Regions from separate parts of the Ovis aries genome. Here region 2 is linked to region 1. A link is a contact called in public Hi-C data. All regions are on one chromosome and are shown on one strand. Each heading gives the region's core, a stretch centred on a gene start, on an enhancer-like site or on the middle of the called end of the contact. The rest is flanking DNA. Distances are from core to core; before and after follow the strand shown. Region 1 overlaps MAP7 (microtubule associated protein 7). Region 2 holds the start of MAP7 (microtubule associated protein 7).

What was found. Hi-C and Micro-C count contacts between places; a contact is called where the count stands out from the background.
Region 2: a Hi-C map of liver shows a contact between it and region 1, with 2.3 times the contacts expected there. The contact joins the promoter of MAP7 here to the enhancer-like site in region 1. A contact is called at or near these places in 2 of 16 Hi-C or Micro-C datasets (liver and mixed tissues).

What each region holds. Positions count from the first base shown.
Region 1 is chr8:61,693,832-61,700,219 of ARS-UI_Ramb_v3.0, reverse strand. All of the region lies in intron 3 of MAP7 (microtubule associated protein 7), which reads left to right. Among named protein-coding and RNA genes, the nearest start is that of TRNAG-CCC, 110 kb to the left of the region's middle. Within about 2 kb of position 3,234, at least 16 of the 54 cell types and tissues checked have an H3K27ac peak or open chromatin away from gene starts, as enhancers often do. A contact at or near this core is called in liver, where this site is marked.
Region 2 is chr8:61,826,995-61,834,111 of ARS-UI_Ramb_v3.0, reverse strand. MAP7 (microtubule associated protein 7) reads left to right here and starts at 3,527. Exons shown (of 17, transcript XM_060419735.1): 1 at 3,527-3,613. The coding sequence starts at 3,547.

The sequences.
Region 1 (6,388 bases), core at 1,985-4,484:
ACTCAGCCTAGTCCTCTAGCGGTGGCCTCAGGTTTGTAAGTGGAGGTTGCCTCACACCCTGTCCCTAAACCCACATAGTCACAGGTCCAGTACTCCTCTGTCTTCAGCAGAGGTCTCGGATCCTTGCCTTTAAATTTGCTGCTTCTGCTATCATCCTACTGCAGACTTTAATAAATTTAGAGTTTAGTTACCCAAAACTGTCTCACTGATGTACTTCGTCCAGCTCTGTCACGTTCAGTACCAGTCCTGCTTTTTGAAGCCTTCCTAGTTTTATGATCTTTTCCCTCTTGGAAACTCTCATTTTTTTTTTACTATATATTGTACCTTGCATAACTATCGTGTTTTAGCTATTTTATATGTTATTGAACTTCTTCTAGTGGGACTTTATAGAACTTTCTAGTTGCATATATTTCAAGCTTTTAAAGAGTATGGTCATAGTTTTCTAATTCTTTTTATGCCAGTACATAGGACTAAATATAAAACAGATGCATAATTTTCTGACTATACTCAAGCCTTTAATTAAATACTAATAATATTATTAATAATAATCATGTTAATTGAGCACTGACTATGGGCAAAGCAATGTTCTAAGCACTTCACTCTGTATTATCCCGTTTAGGAGCAAATTAACACAATGGTTGTACTTTCTGTTGGGTAAGCCTGCCATAGTTGCTGATGTAAGTTATTTTATGCATTGTCTTTTATTTTATTTTTTTTTAATGCATTGGGATAATTTAGCTTAAGGAAGGAACTGAACCTTTAAAATGGAATAGTTAATGGACCCTTTTTTCTTTCTGCCGTATCAGCTGTTTATGTACAGGGTCACCAACGTCCATGTTTACGGTCTTCAACAAATGGCAATGCTGTTAAATAGAGAGCAGTCCCTATGCTTTGGATTCAGGTGGTGGGTTTTTTCAGGTTTCAGAGCTGGGCACATACCCAGCTATCATGTAGAGGAAGAGCCTTTCTGCTTCCACATACAAGCAGGGTACATGCGTGCTGTACTCACTGTCCGCTTGACATAGAACCAGAGGGTAAATGTAAGTGTTGGAGCAGATTCTGACATCTTTTTGAAAATACTTTGTGGCATTGACCATTTGTTAACCTTGGAGTCATTAAGAGTCTGTAAGAACTTGGAATAGATCCTGGTTACTAACCTCTCTTGTAAAACATCTGTAAGAATCAAGGCATGTGAAATTTATGTAATATAAACTTTTGACTTTAGTAAAGTAATTGGCCACTACTACCACCACCTCCTTTTTTAAGAAGCTATTTCATGCTATTTTAATTCACATATTCATTCACTTAGTATTTGATGTGGGGTCACTATTGAGCTAGAAACCCTGGGGCTATTGAAGTGAAAGATCAATTTTCTAACCTCCTAGAACTTACATTGCTATGCCCTCCACCTGGAATATTTGGCCTGAGAGATGCATGTAAATAATTTTCTCTCCTCCTTCAGGTATTGTTTAAATGCCACCTCTTTAGTGATGCCTTCCCTGGCCATCTTCCTCAGATTTGTAGCTCCCCAAACTAGCACCCTGGAGAAGGCAATGACACCCCACTCCAGTACTCTTGCCTGGAAAATCCCATGGACGGAGGAGCCGGGTAGCGATCCATGGGGTCGCTAAGAGTCCCTAAGAGTCAGACACAACTGAGCGACTTCACCTTCACTTTTCTCTTTCATCCATTGGAGAAGGAAATGGCAACCCACTCCAGTGTTCTTGCCTGGAGAATCCCAGGGACGGCGGAGCCTGGTGGACTGCCATCTGTGGGGTCGCACAGAGTCAGACACGACTGAAGCAACTTAGCAGCAGTAGCAGCAAACTAGCACCCTCTATTTTTCTCCATGTTATTTGCAACATCTAAGCATGTATATATTGATATTCTACTTGTTTATTGTCTTGTCTGCTTTCACTGGAATATAAGCTTATTATAAGAAAGGACTTACGTCATTTTTAACTTCTGTAGCCTAGTACCTAGAAAAGTGCCTGGCACATAGTTGATGTCTAACAGCTGTTGGTTAAATGGTAAGCGAATAGTCTGTGCATTTCAGTGTATGTGCTGCAGGTATACTGCAAATTAGTTAGATATTACCAAATTATCAGGTAATATCTGCCCTTACAACATCCAGTGAAACAAGTCTGAAAATCTCATTCTTAAGCAGTTTCTCAGTTAGATGAACAAGGACACAAAGATAATCTATATAATGGTTTTACCTTGAAACTACTTGGTCTTCATATGTTACAAAACTAATAATCTTACAGTATGCTGACAAATTCTAAGGAATATATGAGGAATATTGAGCAGGCAAGTAGTTTTCTGTGTTTAGGAAGATATAAGGTTTCCCTTTTTGAAGGTGATACAGATTAAGTTTGAGGTATGGATCAGAGGCTTTCGAGAGTCTGTAAAATTATGAAAGATTATCAGTGAATTGTATGATTGACTCCTATAGCTCATGAAGAAAAAAATTAAATTTCTCAAATCTCTCATTCAATTCATTCATATTGGGTTTTGTGGCTAAGTTCAAAGCTGTGCAGGAGATCTGTCAGAATGTAATATATTAGAAACAACCATAAGATAATATGAAAAAGATTTTGATGTTCAATTAGATTATATTTGCCTTGTTTCTCAGATAAATTCACCAGACTTTCTTGCCCCTCCAGTCATAACTTTTCTGCTTTGCCTCCCTTCCCACTCCTCCAGTCTGAGTGTGTTGTCAACTCAGGGGCAGCAGTGTTACTAAGAGTATGGTCAAGACATACACGATCATTTCAATCTGGCTTAGAATGTTCATCTCAAAAATGTTGATAGAGTAGAATTAATCAGTAAACAACCAGTGATGCCCCTACTCTGATTAGAATCACAAGCGAAATTGTCCCTGGTTTCACACTTCACATTATTATTATTATTCCTAGACATATAGACATATAAGGAAGTCATTGGTTTTGACAAAACTGTCCTCAGTACACACACACACCCCAAAAACCCAGACTTTGGGCTTTGGGAAAGCAGTCTTGCTAGTCCAAATATATGCTGGATGAAACTTTGACAGATCTGTGGTCAGCTGTGGCTTCTGGTTTCCAAAAGTTGTCTCTTGATGAATAGAGTGTACAAAATCTCGCAAGGCTGCCAGGCAGGCTGTGAGCTGCCAAGGGTCAGAGCACACGTGAGTGGGAGGGATGTGGCCATGAGCGATACCGCAACACTGCCTCGGGAGTCAGGCACAGGACTGGGAAGAATAAACGCTTGTCATGGAATGGATTAAATAACTCACAGGCTGAAGCTTTAACGTCAGGTGAATCACTGTGACTAAGCAACCATTATTTATTTCTCCCAAGTCTCCTTTGCCTGTAAAGCTGACAGTGAAAAGGTCTTAAAGCCTGAAAAGTAAGGGGTCTTGTAAACAAATGATGAAGGCCAAGAGTGATGTGAGAAAATCAGGATCTTCACATTGGGTTCCCACCTTCTCCCAGTCTAGAGGAGGAGCCTTAGTCATGGGAAGTATTCCCAATCCTGCCTTTTAGCGTAATGGTTCCTTGTTTGCTTCTAGAATCAGACAGTCCAGAGTTTGGATTCCAGTCCCCCCACTGACTTACTGTGAGACCTCAGGCAGGTTACTTCACTTCTCTGTAAGTTTAATAGCAGTGTCTCCCTCGGCAGGTGGCTATGAAGCTAAAGCCTGTAAATCACCTGATGTCAGCATAAAGAGCTGAGCACAGCTCACCATGACAACTGTGATGATAAAGGTGAGGGTGGCAGGTCAGACTCCAGAGACTGACTGACATGCCCGGGACTGGAGAAACCAATGCTTCTGAGCTTCGGGGAGGCAGAGATACGGGGGCATTTGTCCTTCCTGGTCTAGCAGGCGGGGCTCAGTAAGACAGCGAGGGAAGAGGATGGCACCAACTTTGGAGGAGTAAAAGTGGATTAGGGTCGAGGCAGTGAGAGTCTGAGGACAATCATCGTTTTGTGTGCTTTAGCAAAACTCTATTGACTTTAGCTGAGGCCTAACTAAACACTCTATTGAGCCTAGCTCTGAAGATAAGAAGTCCTGGCACAGTGTTGCTTTCCTGTCTCAAAAGAAAATGTCTTTCACAGGTATAAGCACCTCAGCTCTGCCCTAGCAGCTCAATCTCATTAGCCTACCACTGTGTCCAGGGATGAAGGCAGAGTAGGAAGTCCCCTCAGGCAGGAGACGCAGTGTTGTGGGTATCCTACAAGGTCATCTTTATTACCAGGCAGTTCTCCAGAGTAATACTCAAATGAGAGGAGAGTGGAAAACAGTTTAAATGACTGGTTGAGAAGGCTTTGAATTAACACTAAGGCTCAATGTAAATCACTTTGCTTGGAGGTCATATAACCCTTTAATTCCTTAGCTCATTCCTCATTAGACTTACTTTAATCATCTGCTAAACTAGTCATTGTTTTATGTGGGGAAAGACTCAGAAACATGTAAGAGCAGAGTAATTACCATCTGGCGTACAGGTAGGAGTGCAGAGGAACTATGGGAGTGACCTTGGTGTCAGGGAAGGCTTTTCAGAGGAAGAGCCGTTTGACCTAGAACTTGAACGATGACTGAAGTTTGACAGGTGGGAAGAGGGATTTGGGGCAGGGGTAGCACATAAAAATGGAGAGGATCATATGGTCAGTCTAAGGAGCTGAACCGCGGGAACGGTAACTAACAGATCCTCACGCAGGGCTATGACACTAGGTTTTGTTTGGGATTGGGGCCGGTGGCAGGGGGAGGGAGATGTCTGAGAACAGTATGCAGGATGACTGTGAAGAGGAAATAGACCAAACCCCAGGAGTAAGAAAAAAATGAGGGCTTAAATCCAATAGAATCGGAAGGATGAGAGAGAAGACACTAAATTCTGATGTAAAATGAGAAGGTCAGTTGTGGAAGTGTTGGGTTGGGGTGGAGCATCCATGAAGGAGAAATTGAGGGTGATTCCAAGGGATCTTCGTAAACCATTGGGAGGTCATGTATCTGCTATCAGAATGGAGAAGGTGGAGCAGGTTCTGGTTTGAGGTAGAGATAATGAGTAAGGTTATGTGATCGATCTGACCAGGAGATTCAAGAGGAAATTTTAGGCGGGCAGTTGTGAATTTGGAGGAAGTATTGTATAGTAACTGAAAGTACAGGCTTTACAATCAGAGCTGAATTAAAATTTCAACTCTTCCTCTTTTAGACAGTGATCCTAGGAGAGCTATTTATCTCCTTTGGGTTTTTTTTTTTAATTTCATTTTATCTTTACTGCCAGGCAAAATGGAATTATTATTCCACATTTATTACAATTTTGTTTTCATTTGCCTGATAGCTTTTGTTTATTCATTATTTTATGATTTTTTTTTAGCACTTTGTTTTAGGTTTGTTTCTTTTAAACAACAGTTTAAAAGTTGTGTCCTGCTCTTTGTGACCCCATGGACTGTAGCATGCCGGGCTTCAATATAACTTGGGCGTTTTGGATTTTGGCCTGGTCTAAAAGTCTCAATCTTAACTAACAGGCTTAGTTTTATTCCTTTTAAACTTTCTTTTTTCCCCTTGCTATGGTAGGGGTAGGGTTGGTTGTGTGGCTGTAGAGGTTACATGTACTGAGTCCCTACTGTGTACCTGGCACTGTGCTGAACACTTTGTATGTTACTGTGGGCTCATCTGGCAACTCTGGCAGGAAGACAGTTGGAGGAGACAAGACCACAGGAGTCCCTCTGTAACGGGAGTGGCAGGAGGGGGGTGGACTCAGGTTCCTATGAAGCCAGAGCTGCTTCTCTGTCCAGTACCCTTTCACTGCAAACTCCTTTTAGTTCAGGAGTCACTGTTTCTTTAGTACAAGAGTCAAGTTTCTAAATAGAGTCCAGGTTGACAGTGGACTTCCCCTTTGTGTGTCACTGACCAACTGTTACAGGGTCACTGAAGTATAACCTTGGTGGCAGCAGCTCAGGGATGGGACTGGATTGTTCATGTCCAGGGGCCACTGTGGGTTTTCGTTTCATTTTTATATTATGATCTCAGAGTCCAGGAGAAAATGCTAATGTCACAAGAGCAAAGGTTAATGATAGTCATCACAGGTGCTTTTTGGACATGTTATTCTTTCATAGAGCTCTGTGAAATTAGTGATCGTTAATGATTTAAATACTGAATGAGTTGTTATACAGTCTGTTCTTACTGCCATAGCAGACTACCATAGAGTGCATGGCTTAAACAACAAATTGTGTTTTCTTAACAATTCTGGAAGCTGGAAAGTTTATGATCAAGGCCCTGGTAGGCTTCCGTTCCTGATGAGAGCTCTCTTCCTGGCCCATGGATGGCTGCTTTGTTCTCACCTGGTCTGTCTTCTGAGCATGAAAAGAGAGGGAGAGAGAGCTCCCTTGGTGTTTCTTTTTATAA
Region 2 (7,117 bases), core at 2,278-4,777, 130 kb before region 1:
TCTTTCATTCCCAAGCTATCACATGACACAGTTTGGCAAAGAGGGATTAACTGTGAACCCACTGGAAGGCCTACTGTGTGTGAGGTGCTATAGCAGCAGGAGAGATAGACACGAAGCCCATCCGGTTCAGAATGCAGGCACGTGTGTCACTGAGGACATCTGTCAGCAAAGCAAATAATTGATGGCTCCAGACTTTATGGACACCTAAAGAGAAAGAGAAGACGAAGCCCCTGCCACCAAGTCATTCATATCAGATTGAAGAGGCAGATGTGCAGTAACAAACTACATCTGGTCTATGTTAAAGGCTGGACAAGTTACAAGTACAGAAGACCGTGGAGAGGTTCAGAGGACCAGATTGCCAAGAGACCCAGGACAGGTGGAATAAGTCTCACTGATTGGTGGACCTCAACCTGGGCCTTGGAAGAAAGGAAGTATTAAATTACTTCGGACTGGAGAAGTCATTCTGGCAAACAGCTCCAAGAACAAAGGCAGAAAGAGATTTTCAAGGTGTTCCAGAGAAAGTGAACAACTTTCCTATTGCACTAAAGCATACACAAATTTTAACTCATTTTAACTCTTACTTAGCTGGAAATATGAATTATAGAGTTGAAAAGTGGAAATGGGATAGGAGAGCTCAGGATGTCATTGGGGGATGGTCAGGGAGGGAAGTGGAGTTAGTATTTAGTTATGTAGAAATGGTGTGTGTGTGTGTTAGATTAACTTGGTAAAGTTGTGTTGGGTAAATTAGAGGGAATGGAAATTGGACAGAGCAATTCAGAAATTGTTTAAGATGTGAAGGAGGGTCTAGTGGAAGCTACAGAGTGATATGAATTGAGAGGGTAGAATTAAAACAATGAATTGACAAAATTTTGGAACCCTGATCTGGGCAGTGATGAAGATGTTGAACCTACTTGAGTAAGAGAATTCAAAAATAGGCAAGTTTGGGGGGATGCTGGTCTGGGGACCTGTTGAGTTAATGTCAGGGCATCCTGCTAGAATGGGCATGAAAGAGAACATGCTAGAATTTCCAGAGACCCTTGAGGATGTATTGGTGGAAGTCAGGACTGAAGTCAGGGTATAGATTCTCGATTTAGGAGTCATTTGGATGGAGATAACAGTAGGTGAGGGCTGTCAGAATAGAGATAGAAAGGTTATGGCCTAAGATTTGGGGAGGAGGTAGGTTTGGGGACAAGTTGAGAAGGAGGAAGAATTTAAATCCACAAAACAGACAAAAGAACTGACCATAGAGGAATGAGAAACATCAGGCTAGTAGGGTAACCCAAGAGGAAAACAATCAGGCTTGAGTGCTGCAGAAAGTCTAGGGGAATACAGATCAAAATAATGGAATTTGATTTTGTGACCAAGAAAGCTTTTATAGACAGGTAAGAAAGACCACAGTCGGTTAAACAAAGATGATTAAGCTGATGGCGGCACACGGTCCACATATTCATCCCCTTTGGTGAACAAAATATATGACGAGATTTGGCAGGGTGGGAAGTCAAAGGATGAAATTTTCAGAATCAGGGAGTCCTGAATGTATTTGTTGGGGCAGAGCCCCTTGAATGGGGAGGCGTTTGGGGAGTAGGGATAAGGGAGAGATGAGGTTTCCGAGGAGGCAGGAGGGGGAGTGAGTGGCCTGAGGACATCCAGCTCCTCCCCTGGAAAAGGGAGTCATAATGATTCGGCAAGGTTTTGAGTTGGATGTGGGCGCTCAGGACAGATGGCTTCCGTGTTCTCAGTAAAGTGCAACATGAAATACAACGTGGTGGGGCGACATTTAACAGATGTGATCCTTCCCAAGTCACCCGACAGTCCACTCTGTTAACAGACTCTGCATGGGGTCTGGAATAGAGAATCTGTACAGGGCCTAAGTGCAGCATTTTGGTGTGTTTCTTGTTGCATTTATTTTTGTGTAACTTGGTGACAAACTAAAACGTAAGTTATCAAAAGAATGGGAGAAGGAATGAGCACAGACAGAAACAAAAACCAAACACATACAAATAAACACACCAGTAAGTCTTCACTTTTGGGAGGGGAGGAAGTCAAAGAAAGAACTTACTGGTTCACTTAAGTAAATAGTATAGAAGATTGAAAACAAATGGCCTCCTTTTACTAAGGAGGATTCTTGATTCTTTTTCTTTCAGAGAATTCAGAGTCTTTCTGATGTTCAAAGGAAAGTGTCTTAAACCCTGGTGACTTAATTTATTAAAAAATACCTTTGGTTGGACCCAAGCTGAAGTCTAAAACTACCTCCATCCACTTGATGCTTTATTTTCATTGATTAGAAGGGCACTAAGAGTGATCTGAATGTGATTTAGGAAGGTCACACTGCCAAATGATCAGTTTGCCTAGTCTACTATAGAAATGGCACCGAGGGAAAATCCATAACTACAAACCGCAGCACGTGTCCCTTAATGAAACCCTCTACCTAATCAGCCAGTGACCCAGTAAACCAAATAAAACCAGTCCATTCCTGGGCTCAGAGTAGCAGGCTGTGCATGCAAGGATGGTGAGAGTTGTCACCCTACCAAGAAATCCAACCCTGTTCTCAGACACGCTTGGGCTCCCCTAGATTCTGCTGAAGTCCTTGAGAGGATTTTAAACTGTTGGGAGCTTGTGACTCGTGTTCAGCCAACCGAGGCTGTGGGACTGCATCTCTGTGTAACCAGGCAGAACTGATCTCTGCTCCATTTTGTTTCTTTACGTTTCCCTTTATACAGGCTACTTTTTCTTTTTTCTCAGCATTTGTTGCTTAACGTTCATTTGCTTGTTAGAGCAGAAATTGATGTCTCTGCAGCTAATAATCTGTTTCTTAAAAAAGAAAGAAATTGTTGCCTACTGCTTTTTCCCCTGGTCTTCCGGAGCCAGCCACGAGTCAAGGTAAGCTGCTAATCGGAAGTCAAGAATAAGAAAAGCTACATCACTGGGCACAAAGTTGTGTGCCCTGGGGAACATCAGATACAGAAGCCAGGTGAAAAGACAGGTCGTCGGCAGTGATGTGCTAAAACGCAGATGAAGACTGGACCGCTGAGTCGAATCCAGCCGGTGTAGTCCGGCTTTCCACGTGGCATCATAGTCTTCGGCGGCTGTCACCACGAACCCCAGCCCTGGCGAGTCTAACATTGATCAGGCTGCCTCGGAGCTCAGAGAGGGATAGAGCCTTCCGGATGCTCTCGCCTCACTTCGACGGATCCTGAGCGCGTCCCAGTTCCTAGCGCCACCAAGCGTCCCCGAACCCCCTACAGACCTCGAGGAGCCGGGCAGCCGGGACCAGAAGCTCGCAGCTCAGGTTGCCTGACTCCGCCCGCTGCTCTGGTTGCGGAAACCCAGCCGCGTCAGCTGGAGCGGCTGCCACGCCGTACCTGCCCACGAGGGGGCGCGCCGGGCGCAGGCCGCCGCGGGCTCGCGAGCGCTCGCTCCCTCCTTCCTCCGCCCTCCCCAGACCGCGCTCACCTGTCTGGGCCGCGGGCCGGGAGGCGGGGGGCCGGCGGGAGCCAAGCCGAGGAAGAGGGCGGAGCGGCTCCCCGGGCGCGTCATCGGAGCACCATGGCGGACCTGGGAGCGGGCGGCGACAGCCACACGGGCGGCGATGGCGTCGCGCAGAGCGAAACAGGTGACTGAGCTGCGGGGGCAGGTGGGGGTCGGGCGGGCGCGGGCGGGAGGGCCGCCAGCGGGGCTGCGGGGCTCGCGTGGGGCCGGCGCTCCCCTCCCCCGCCCGGCCGCGGCCCGAACGGCCGGCTCGGAGCGCGCTGGCCCTCCACCCTCCGCCGCCGCGCGTCCATCGCGCGGCCCCGGCGCCCAAGTTCGCTGGCGCCCGGCAGCAGCAAGGGCCGCCCCTCTCGCGCTCCAGCTCGACTTCCCCCAACAGGTGGAAGCGCGCCAGGGAGCGCGGGCGGGAGGAGGAAATGGGGAGACGCCGGTCCTCCTCTCCCACCTGCCAGGCTGGGTCTAATTTGGTTGAATGGGGAAATCCTGTTCCCAACCAAACCACCAGCCGGAAAATCCTTGTCCAGGTGCGGCTCTCAGGATTATCCTTTTCTGCGCAAACCTCGCTTTAACTGGCGCACCGGGTGCCGGGGTCGCCCGACGCGGTGGACGGAGCCCAGCGCTCCGGGGCGATTGTCCTGGAGTCCGCAGTTACGACGTTGGTCGCGAGAGGACTGAGATCGGGGGGTCGGGAAGTAGGGGGCTGCTTTCGGGATGGTGGGGGCCTGCGGGTGCTGGTGGAGGTCTCAGAGATTCGCTAACTTGAAAGGATCCTCAGGAGTTCATGTTTTCAGTCAGTGCACCAATCATAAGTGGGAAATCGTCTCGGCCCCTCCGAACGCTGTACAGAGGAACCCCCCCTCCCTCCACTTCCAAGCCGCGGTTGGGGCAAGAGCTCACATCCCTGAGAGCATTAAGTCTCCCCCGCCCCCCTCGATTTCCCCGCCTCGAGATCATTTTTGCTTGCAGATCCACCTCTCTTTTCTACTCCCCTCTTCTATTCTTGGCCAGTAAACTGTTTCTGGTACCTTTCTACACTTGGGGGCGGTGAGGCAGTTTCTTATTTTAAAAAAGCCGTGCCAATTGCAGGCTCCCCAGTTGAGTTTTCTGCTTACACATAATCGGAAACAATTGTTACCTAAATGTGAGACTTCCTCCACCCTCAAAAGAGAGGTATTGACTTAGAAGGTGTGCTTCTATTAATGCAAAAGGTCCGGGAAAGCTGTAACCGTATTTGCTAATGATGGATCTTTTCAGCTACGTAGAGTTGGGGCACCTAAAGTCTGAAGACTTAATCCCTCCAGCCAAAATACCTAAGATTAAGACAAGGAATCTTGAACTTGTTTACTTTGAAGTCACGCTACTTCCTGAAGGGTGGTTTATTTTGTCTTACTGTGTTTGAAAGATTGGCAGGTCATTATTTTGGTTTGGGGTAGGGAAGGGGTGGCTAAGAGGACGTGCCTTTGTAAATGCTTTAGGGAACTTGATAAACTGGGTTCTGAGGGTTAGTGCAGCAGGAGGGCAGTATCCTCATTAAGAATATAAACGGTTTGGCGCCTAATCCGCACAAGGGAAAAAACAACAGCAACAACAACAAAAACTGCTTCTGAAGCAAAATTGTTCACGTTTTATGCTAAAAATAATAAGCATTTTCTAGAATTTGCACATGAACAAGATTTTCAGATGTTAGTGAATTACAAACTAGTTTTATTCATTGCTCAGGCATGTTTACTAAGGAACTGGTCATGCTTCTAACAATTAGCATACAAATCAACCATGTGGCTGTCAGTGAAATATTTTCTCTATGAAAAGGGCAATTTGACTGGCTACCATCTCGTTCATAGAAAACAATTCTTCCACATCTCTGCCTGGAAACTTCAGTTCCCAAAAGACAAATTTATGAATAACTGTAGTTTAGTTGGTAAAGAATCTGCCTGCAATGCAGGAGACCAGGGTTTGATCCTTGGGCTGGGAAGATCCCCCCAGAGAAAGAAATGGCAACCCCCTCCAGTATTCTTGCCTGGAGAATCCCATGGACAGAGGAGCCTGGCAGCCTACCTACGATTCAGGGGATCACAAGAGTTGGATATGACTTAGTGACTAAACCACCATAGTTTAACTCAAGCTTATTTCTGGCTCACATCTTTTTCCTATTTTTCTAGCCCTGGATTACTGTTATGGCTTTTCATGGTCAGAAGACCTGTGTGATTAGGTGCCAAAGAAAGAAGAAAGGTGAAAAAAAAATATATATATATATGTAAATCTGGGTGGCAGTTGTTTGATGATTGTAACAACTTAGGAAGTTTTTCATATCTTTAAAATATGTGACCTATATCAGAATATCAGACTTCAGTGTAGTACTTTTCGTCTTATGGATGTATTTAATATCAACATACAAATGCTGCAAGTGTTTTTGGTTTTGTTTTTTTTTATAATTACAGGATTATATTGAGGTGGGTTTTGGGGGATGGGGTGGGGATGTCTGTCTTTTATTACCATCAAGAGGAGAACATTGCTGCCTTAAATGGCAACATTTGTTGAAGGATTCATTTTATTCCCTTTTAGATCAGGTGATTAGGTTATCGGGCTTCCCTGGTGCCTCCGATGGTGAGGAATCCACCTGCAATGCAGGAGACCTGGTTTGATCCCTGGGTTGGGAAGATCCTCTGGAGGAGGGCATGGCAACCCACTCCAGAATTCTTGCCTGAAGAATTCAGTGGACAGAGGAGCCTGGCAGGCTACAGTCCATGGGGTCGCAAAGATTTGGATATGACTGAGTGACTTAGGTTATTAGGAGGTAGAGCCCATTCTTAAATGTCTTAGTTTTTCTGTCCCTGAAAAGACTGTGGTCCAACTTTAGGGCAATTTAGATTAGAATCTCAGATGATTATAAAAGTAACACCTGTAATGTGTTCATTATTATATACATATGTATGTGTGTGTGTATCAAAGATTGGTTGAAACTGGCAGTATACCACCCATAAAATGAGACATTTTTAAAGAATATTGTAAAGTGGAATATAAAAATCATATTTCTTTCAGCATTCAGAACTGTATTTCTGTCAGCGTATATTTATTTTCTACTCAGAAGTAATCAAGTCACATTCTTTATGATGAATTTTTAATTTTTTCTTTAAAACTAACCATTCTTTCCACTTGTGTTGCAATAACTAAAGGTAGGCAAGAACTGAGCAAAATAATTGACTTGGAAACAAGTTTTCTGTTTCACCACTAGAGGATGTCAAGTCTATTCAGGTTATTATTTTGTGTAACAGATTGAAATTCACGAAATTGCCTCTGCCCAGGCTTTGTGTATTTAATTTTATACTGGTGCTCAAGAAATGTGAAAGTGAGTGTGCAGAGCTAATTTGTCAATTTAATAACTTCCTTAAAAAAAGCCTATTGAATTAAAACCAAATCTAGAGCTGCTCTTGACTAATCCGTGAGAGCACACGTTCATACATTGGGAATAAGTTAATACCGATGACCTGTGAAATCTGTTGACACTCCTTTGGGGGAAATGACTTAGAACCTGGAATTGGGTTTGTTCTCTCTTTAGCAGGCAGCGCTGTGGAAGAACATTGACCTTTTGTGTGATCTTGTTCATGACTCTTCACTGTGTTTTTTCCAA